2 separate regions of the Gossypium hirsutum genome follow, and region 2 is linked to region 1. Evidence: chromatin contacts called from public Hi-C data. All regions are on one chromosome and are shown on one strand. The core of a region is the stretch at or near the end of the contact, and the rest is flanking DNA. Distances in the headings are between cores, read along the strand shown.

Region 1 (4,046 bases), core at 909-3,408:
TTATACTCGAGTCCAAGTAACATAAACAACTACATTGCATGCACACGGACTTAAGCCCTAACTTCTCTCATCGAATATGAGTATGTGTCCGACATAAAGGTTCTTGAAATAGGCATGGAAACCATAAACTCCATTTCATTCACCACCAAACAAGGAGAAGTGAAATTAAGAATGCAAAAAAGGAAATGAAGTAACATTGGCTATTAATTTCCTTCATAAATATCACTCAAATATCAAAAGGAAGACAAATTCAAGGTTAATAAAAGAATTCTCCTATCTTGTTCCCAACAGCATCACAATGACAACAGATCATCAAAACTTACTCAAACCTTAAAAAAAATATATTGGAAATTGCTTTTCATCAAAAGGAATGACCATTACCTACACATTATGGCACATTATATATCTTTTCCATCACTAGCTCCGTGTTTCGGCTTTCTCGTGCGTTGATCGTCGAATATCAAGCTCATCAACGATTTCCAAAGGAGTCACCGTCTCGTTCCTGATCCTCTTAATATTGGGGCCTAACAATCCTCTATGTCTAAACCCGTACAGCTTAAGCACCTGGTTATCGGCAAAGTTGAATGCCCTTTGCATGCTTCGCAAACACCTCTCGACAGGGTAATCTCCGTAACTCCCACAGGGCTTGCAACCAACGAAATGAGTCACAAACGGCCACCTCTCATCTCCCAAACCTGGATGATATTTCTCCATCATCTCCTCGTACCTATCAACCAAACCTGCCCAATAACCATGCAAATAATACTGATTCTCGAGAAACACTTTATCCATCCACATTTCCTTTTGCGAAAGCAACAAGTAAATCAAAGCTGACTGATCATCGGCTTCAAACGCCGGCCTTCCTTTCAAGTTAGCAGTCAAAACCTTCCCGGCTTCCTCACGAATAGAACCCTTAGGTCCCATTGGCGCCCACGCGTCAAGCAAATCAAACGACCACTGGCAGTTCCTAAACAGGAAACTCCCCGTATTCAAAGCAATCCACGACCTCTGCTCGAACATTAAATCGGGGTAACCATGAACAACCAAATTATACTTATCATACTTGGACAAAGGAATCTCAAACACCATATCTGTAAAAAAAGCATCACTATCCATCCACCAAATCCACTCAACTTCAGGATGAGACAACATTAATCTCCTAATTAATGGCAATTTCGCCCAATACCCAGCCAACTCCTTATCTAAATGAGCCATATTATAAACAATTTCAATCCCATGAAGCCTACAATAATCGATCTTATTCTTTATCGCTTTCAACAAATAATGATCTCCTATAGCATTATCACAAGGGTTTGGGGGCGACCCTGTAACAAGTAAGATCCGAGCTTTGCCATTAACAAAATTAGGGAATTCGGGGTTTTCTGAAAGCCAAACCTTACGTTGCTGGTCCCAATCCGAGATTTTGGGTCCGAGCGTGTAGGTAGTATTGGGATTGATCTCGGTTTCAGGAGGTTCGTCCGGATCGGTAGGGTCGGAGTCGGAGCGGATCTCAGCTAGGATCCGGCTCGTTTCTTCGATTAGGTTTTGGTTAACAGCATCGGCTTCGGAGCTTCCCAAATTGCCAACGCCGATTGTACCCCGTAGAACAAGTATGGTAACGAAGCCGCAGAGGATCGTGATTTTAATGTTGTTGAAGGTCTTGTGGATCTGCCTCCCACGCGGCATTCCTGCTAATACACGGGATCTTCCGCCACCAGCAGCAGCGTTGTTGGTCGTGGGTAAGCCGCCGCCACCGGTAAAAGATCTCTTTTGGGGAGTGAAACTGTCTTGACCCATAAAGGTTAGACCCTCAAAATAAGTAAAAACAGAGCAAGGAAAGAAATCCCAAGCGTCGTTTTTCTACAAACATAAATCGCTCGAACTGAATCTCTTTCTCTACAAACTAAGCTCTCATCAATGGCGTTTGCAGTGAAACCGGGATACTCCTATATCTTCGTTTGTTTTTGGATTTTTTGAGATTTTAAAGTGGAGAGAGAGAGAGACAGAGAGAGATGAGTGAGAATTTTAAACTAAAGAAATGAATTGAAGGAGACGAAGAGGGATGGAAAGTGGGAAAGATTGAGACAGCGAGATCGGAGAAAACATGTTTATGTCCTAACACTTGACTGTCTTTTCTCATTATTTTATTTGTTTAATTATATTCATAGATATCATTTACTTATTATTTTAAAAATCACTTATAATACATTATTTACTGCATCATTACTTTTTTACTAGCTTTAATTAAAATTCATAATTAGTTAACAATTATTTTTCATAATTCAACCTAAAAAATCCAAAGTATTTAACAGGTTAAATCTAAAAATTAAATAAATTCATAAATAATATTTAATTTATTCTATTAATAAAATCATGAAAAATTTAAATTTATTAACATTAACAATTATATTTCATCAAACTAATCTTAAAAATCAAATTAAACACTAAAAAATTAATATAATTAACTTTGGATACTAAAATATAAAACTATTGTTAAATACATGTATCACATTAAAATATATATATATATACCACGTTAAAGAAAACTTCAAATAGTGTATAATTTTTTTATATTAATAATGTATTAATCCTTATAAAATTTTAAGCCTAATTAGAATTGGTAGTAACAATATATTCACGACAATTAGTTAACAATAAATACGTTTATGAAGAAAAACTGATTTGCCACATGGTAGCAAGGAGAGAGAGCCCAGTTCTATAAAATTGGAAGTGCAATTTCATGTGACAAATTTTAATATATTGGAAAATAATATTTCTATTCACTATTTTTAATATATTTTATATTGATAGTAATCTTTTAAAAAATAATATTGTAAATACATATTCAATTATAATTTAATTAGTTTACCCAAAAAAAGAAAAAAAAGGGGTCCATTTAATGTGATTTAGATTAACCAAATCCAAAAGAATTTACTGTTACTGAAGTTAGGTGCGAAAAATGAAGCAGCGGGGCGGTGTCGGCGGGCGCCTCCATCTCCATGGACTAAATTTGCGCAACACAGCTAGCTCCAACGCGTTGATTTCCGGGATCCAACTTGTCCCCCAACGCAAAACCAAAAAATGACGCAAGTAAAAGAGCGTGGACTGCACGTACATGGACAGGTCTCACTTGGAGGAATAAATAAATCTAATGGTGTTTGTTATTTTTTAAATAAATTATATCAAGGTAAATACGATCGAAATAATTAAATATGCACTTTTTTTTTGGATAAAAAATATTTATTACTTTTGTGTGATTTATTAGATGGGACAAGGAGGAGCCCATCTCAAATGCCGGCCTTCGAACCCAGTGTCACGTGCCATGTGTCATCTGCAAAACAAATAAGGTTCATGTGCTGCACTTCACCCAAAATTACAATCCGATAGAGAAGTGGATCGCAAGTTGCTCAGGGGATCAACACATCTCTTTCGTTCTCCATAAAGCTCCTAGAAGTCATAATAGAGAAGCATCTTACATTTGTCAATTAAAGGAAATAAAATAGGATTAGAGAAAGAATTATTGGACATAAAATGAATAATAAGAGTAGCATCGTCTTCAGTGTCCAAATGTCTAAGATCCAATCTCCTAGCAAGTGTAAGGCGGTTTCTAACTGCCCAAAGTTCAGTTTCAATGTTGGTCGCAAACGGAAAATGACAGTGAGAACTAATAATCCAAAGACCATTGTGGTCTCTAATTATTGTCTCAGCTCCCCCAATTCCTAGATTTCCTATGGATGAGCTATCTGCTGGTGGTTTCCAAGAGATAGCGACACAAATGGGAAGTGGGATTTTCTTCGTGGCTCCAGGAACTGCAAAGAACTCAGCAGCCCCATTGATGGCACATAAGGCTATATCTTTTTGAATTGTACCCGGATTCAACACAGAGTCATTCCTATGGAGCCATATTTCCCACAAGCCAAAAGCAAAAATTAACTTAGTAGGAAGTTTAGGTTTATGAGCCCAGAGCTTCGAAGCTAATTCTGGCTTTGCTGCAATAGAACAGAATATGCTCAACTTCTTTATCCGTATCGCAGCCTAAGCTACAA
Region 2 (4,046 bases), core at 1,150-3,649, 260 kb after region 1:
GAAAGAAATATGGGCTCATTTATCCAACAAGTGGATGTTTTTATATAATTTTGGTAGATGCATTTACAAGTTAATCACATGTGAGTTATCAACTTGCAACCTGTAATTTGCGAGATTACTTGTTTAATGATTCGTTTAAGAATAAAACTTTCAAATTATGCAATCAATATAATTCTTGCTAATGAAGGTGCGTTGTTTCTTAGACTTTCAATTATTTTTGAATGCTAGATTGTCAGTGCAAGTAACTATCGCAAAAGCCTGTTGTTTATACGTATAAAATGGTTTTACAGAATTTATAAAGTACATGCCTCTAGTTAATGGCTAAACCATATCTTTTGAGAACAAAAGTTTTTTTGTATATGTACAAGGATATTATATTTTACATGAATTGACACTTGTACACACCATGCCAATAAGTTATAATAAATACACTCTATTACAATTGGCTTTTGGTCAAGAGCTAAATTCAACCCATTTTAGAATTTTTGAATGTTTGATATTTGTTCAAGTGGCTCCACACAATGCACAAAATGAATTTTCAAATGAAGTTGGGAATATATATTAATTATGAGTCTCATTGTATTATCAAATGTTTTAAATGAATTGAAGATTCAATAATGACATGATTTGTGATTATTATTTGATTTGATAGTTTTCCCAACCTTAGGGAGAGAGAAATAATAGCTTGATAAATAGATTACTTGAAATGAATTATCATTATCTATATCCTCGTAGAAAGTGATTTGAGCCAAAAGTTCTAAAAGATAATTCATTTTATTACAAATTAACTACCATATGCATTTACTGATCAGATGAGAATAACAAGTGTTATATACAAGCTAAAGTTTTTATTTAAATTGGAGTCCTAGTAGGAAAATTTCTAAGAATAAAATGAAAGTAATACATACCTGAAGCATGGTATATCGATTGGTTCCAAAGAGAAAATTCTCATAAAAGAAAATAATAAATATAGATGGTCATATAGTGGACGTAGGTGTTCCTGAAGAGACTCAAAACATAACTAATTATTAAAACTCTATAAGAGATTCAGGTACCTGAAATTGAAGATAACAATAGTGAAAATAAAGAGATCTCGATACGTAATGTCAATATGAGAAAATATGGAACTGTAAGAATAGAAAGTTGTCAACAACAATTTTGCATGCAATATTATTATTGAAATAATGAAAGAAAATGAGGATCTTTAATAAATTTGCCAATAAATATAGACATGGAATAGATTGGCTAGAATGAAAAGAAGCAATTCAAGTAAAATTAAATCCATAAAGTTTTTTAGCTAATAGTCCAAATGTCTAAAGGTATAAAACCAGTGAGGTATGAATGCGTAGTTATGTGAAAACAAAATAAGAAAAACGAAAATTTTCGCTAAGTCCTAGCATTGAGTATGAAAGGTATAATATTTTTTTGTGGTGGATGCAATAACCTTTAAATATTTTATTATCCTAGCAATTTATGAAAGATTTAACATGTGTCTTATAATTGTTGTTACAATCTTTATACAAATCACTATATAGCGAAGTTTGAAATCCTTGAAGGATTTAGAATGTTAGAAGCATATAAAAATTCCCGAGAAATTGTTCAATATGTTTGTGTAAACATTTATATGCATTAAAATGATATGAACATATAGGGTAAATTTGACTTAGCGAATAATACTTGAAGAAAGATTATAAAGGGATTCAAATTACCTATATATATTTTTAATATCATGATCAAGTTTTGGTATTATTATTATTGGAATTCCTAAAGAAATCAAAATATATTTTCCTAAAATTCTTCCTCACTCATGACATTTAGAAGAATGATGATATAAACATTTATTAAGCACCACATCATTCAAGTGATCATTAAAATGTTAGTATTCAAGATTAAATACATAGATATGTATCTAATAAATGTTGTTTGATAAATATTCATATCATCATTGGGTTTGTCCCATTGAATTTTCTTGGTAAAGTTTTTAACGAGGCGGCATGTTATATATATTATAAATATTTTTTCTTTCACTAAATTTTTTTTTCTCACAGAGCTTTTATTTTAGTAAGGAAACATTGTAAACATTCCCATTAATGAATTCTTTTGTTATTTTCTCTCTTTATTTCATAACAAAACGAATAAAAAACTGAATTTTTATATTTTTATTGTCTATATTTTTTAATTAATGAAACTTAAACCTCTAAATATTTTAATTTTGTATGAAAGATGATACAATTAAACCAACTATATAAAATTGTTAATATGAATTGCTTTTATTTTTTATGTGTCATAAATAAGTTGGATGGGTTTTAATTGGTTTTGAAAAAAAGGTTATATTGAAAAAATTTCAGTGGTTTTTAAAAATTATCTCTTATATATTTGTTTCTAAAATTTATTTTCATAAACTTTTATAAATTTTTTTTTGAGACATTATACATTAAATGAAAAATAGAATCCAATTATTCACAAAAAAAAATCCAATTCTATTTCTTAAGCTCGACAAATACAATGGAAGCTCATAGCCCATAAACTTTTTGTTAGCCCAAAAAATCAAAACCCTAACTTGCTCACTCTCTGCATATAAAATCCTAACCCTAGCCGCTTCTATTACCTTCTTTCAGTCTCACCATTTGTCTCAAACCCTAACCAAAGGCAAAAGGAAAAAAAATGGCAGAAAGAGGCGGAGGTGAACGCGGCGCTTTCAGGCGTGGCTTTGGTGGTGGTAGAGGTGACCGTGGTCCAAGAGGCAGGCGCCGCGGCCGCAAGGACGAAGAGGAAAAATGGGTACCCGTCACGAAACTCGGCCGCTTAGTCAAAGCCGGCAAGATCACATCCCTTGAGCAAATCTACCTCCATTCTCTCCCTATCAAGGAGTACCAAATCATCGACCAACTCGTCGGCCCTTCACTGAAAGACGAGGTCATGAAGATCACTCCAGTTCAGAAACAAACTCGCGCCGGTCAGCGTACGCGCTTCAAGGCCTTCGTCGTCGTCGGTGACGGAAATGGACACGTTGGACTCGGTGTCAAATGTAGCAAAGAAGTTGCGACGGCTATAAGAGGGGCGATCATATTGGCTAAGTTGTCAGTGATACCGGTTAGAAGAGGTTACTGGGGAAATAAGATCGGAAAACCCCATACTGTTCCATGCAAGGTTACCGGGAAATGTGGGTCCGTCACCGTTAGGATGGTGCCGGCTCCTAGAGGTGCTGGTATTGTGGCTGCTAGGGTTCCCAAAAAGGTGCTTCAGTTTGCTGGAATTGAAGATGTCTTCACTTCTTCAAGGGGTTCAACCAAAACTCTTGGAAACTTTGTCAAGGTATCAACTTTTTCTCCCAAAATTTTTTATTTGATTTGATATTTTCGTAATTTAAGACTGTTTATGGGTTTATCTAGATCTGTTTGAATATGGGTTGCTTAATGTTTCAGTTTCTATTCATTAACTTTTGTTTTGTTGCCTACTGTTTCTTCTTTCATACGGTGAGATATTATAGTTTGCTTGGTTTATATGAAACATATATAGATCTATTTGAATAAGTATAACGTTAATTAATTGAATTCAAGTTTGTGATTTAGGTAAGGTGGTCGCTGATGCTTTCTATTTCCTAGCATGTTTTGGGATTTGTGTTGTCTATGGTGAATATGAATTTGTTTTTCTATGTGTACGTGTATGCATATATATTAAATAACCTTAAGATGTATAAACATGATAATAAACTCTTAAAGAATAGTCTGATTCCATATGTGTTTTGCTTGAACTTGAAGAATTAGAGTTTGAAGTGAACTACACTTAATATGCGATTCAGAGATGCGAATTTATTGACTATATCTCATTATTGGTGGTTGTTGCTCAAAACTTGCAGGCCACCTTTGAATGTCTTCTGAAAACATATGGTTTCTTGACACCGGATTTCTGGAGAGAGACTCGTTTCACAAGGTCTCCATTCCAGGAGTATACTGATCTGTTGGGAAAGCCATCGAAGACCCTTGTACTGGAAGATGTCGAGAGAGTTGATATCTGATTGAAGATCAACAGTGTCATTACTTATT

The links. Hi-C and Micro-C count contacts between places; a contact is called where the count stands out from the background.
Region 2: a contact with region 1 is called in a Hi-C map of leaf, with 2.9 times the contacts expected there. The contact joins the promoter of LOC107886114 here to the promoter of LOC107886107 in region 1. A contact is called at or near these places in 3 of 34 Hi-C or Micro-C datasets (hypocotyl and leaf).

The regions. Positions count from the first base shown.
Region 1 is chrA03:18,867,535-18,871,580 of Gossypium_hirsutum_v2.1, forward strand. It overlaps LOC107886107 (probable xyloglucan 6-xylosyltransferase 5), which reads right to left and starts at 2,159. Exons shown (of 1, transcript XM_016809945.2): 1 at 187-2,159. The coding sequence starts at 1,797. The coding sequence ends at 418.
Region 2 is chrA03:19,132,218-19,136,263 of Gossypium_hirsutum_v2.1, forward strand. LOC107886114 (40S ribosomal protein S2-2) reads left to right here and starts at 2,400. Exons shown (of 2, transcript XM_016809950.2): 1 at 2,400-3,315; 2 at 3,860-4,046. The coding sequence starts at 2,665. The coding sequence ends at 4,018.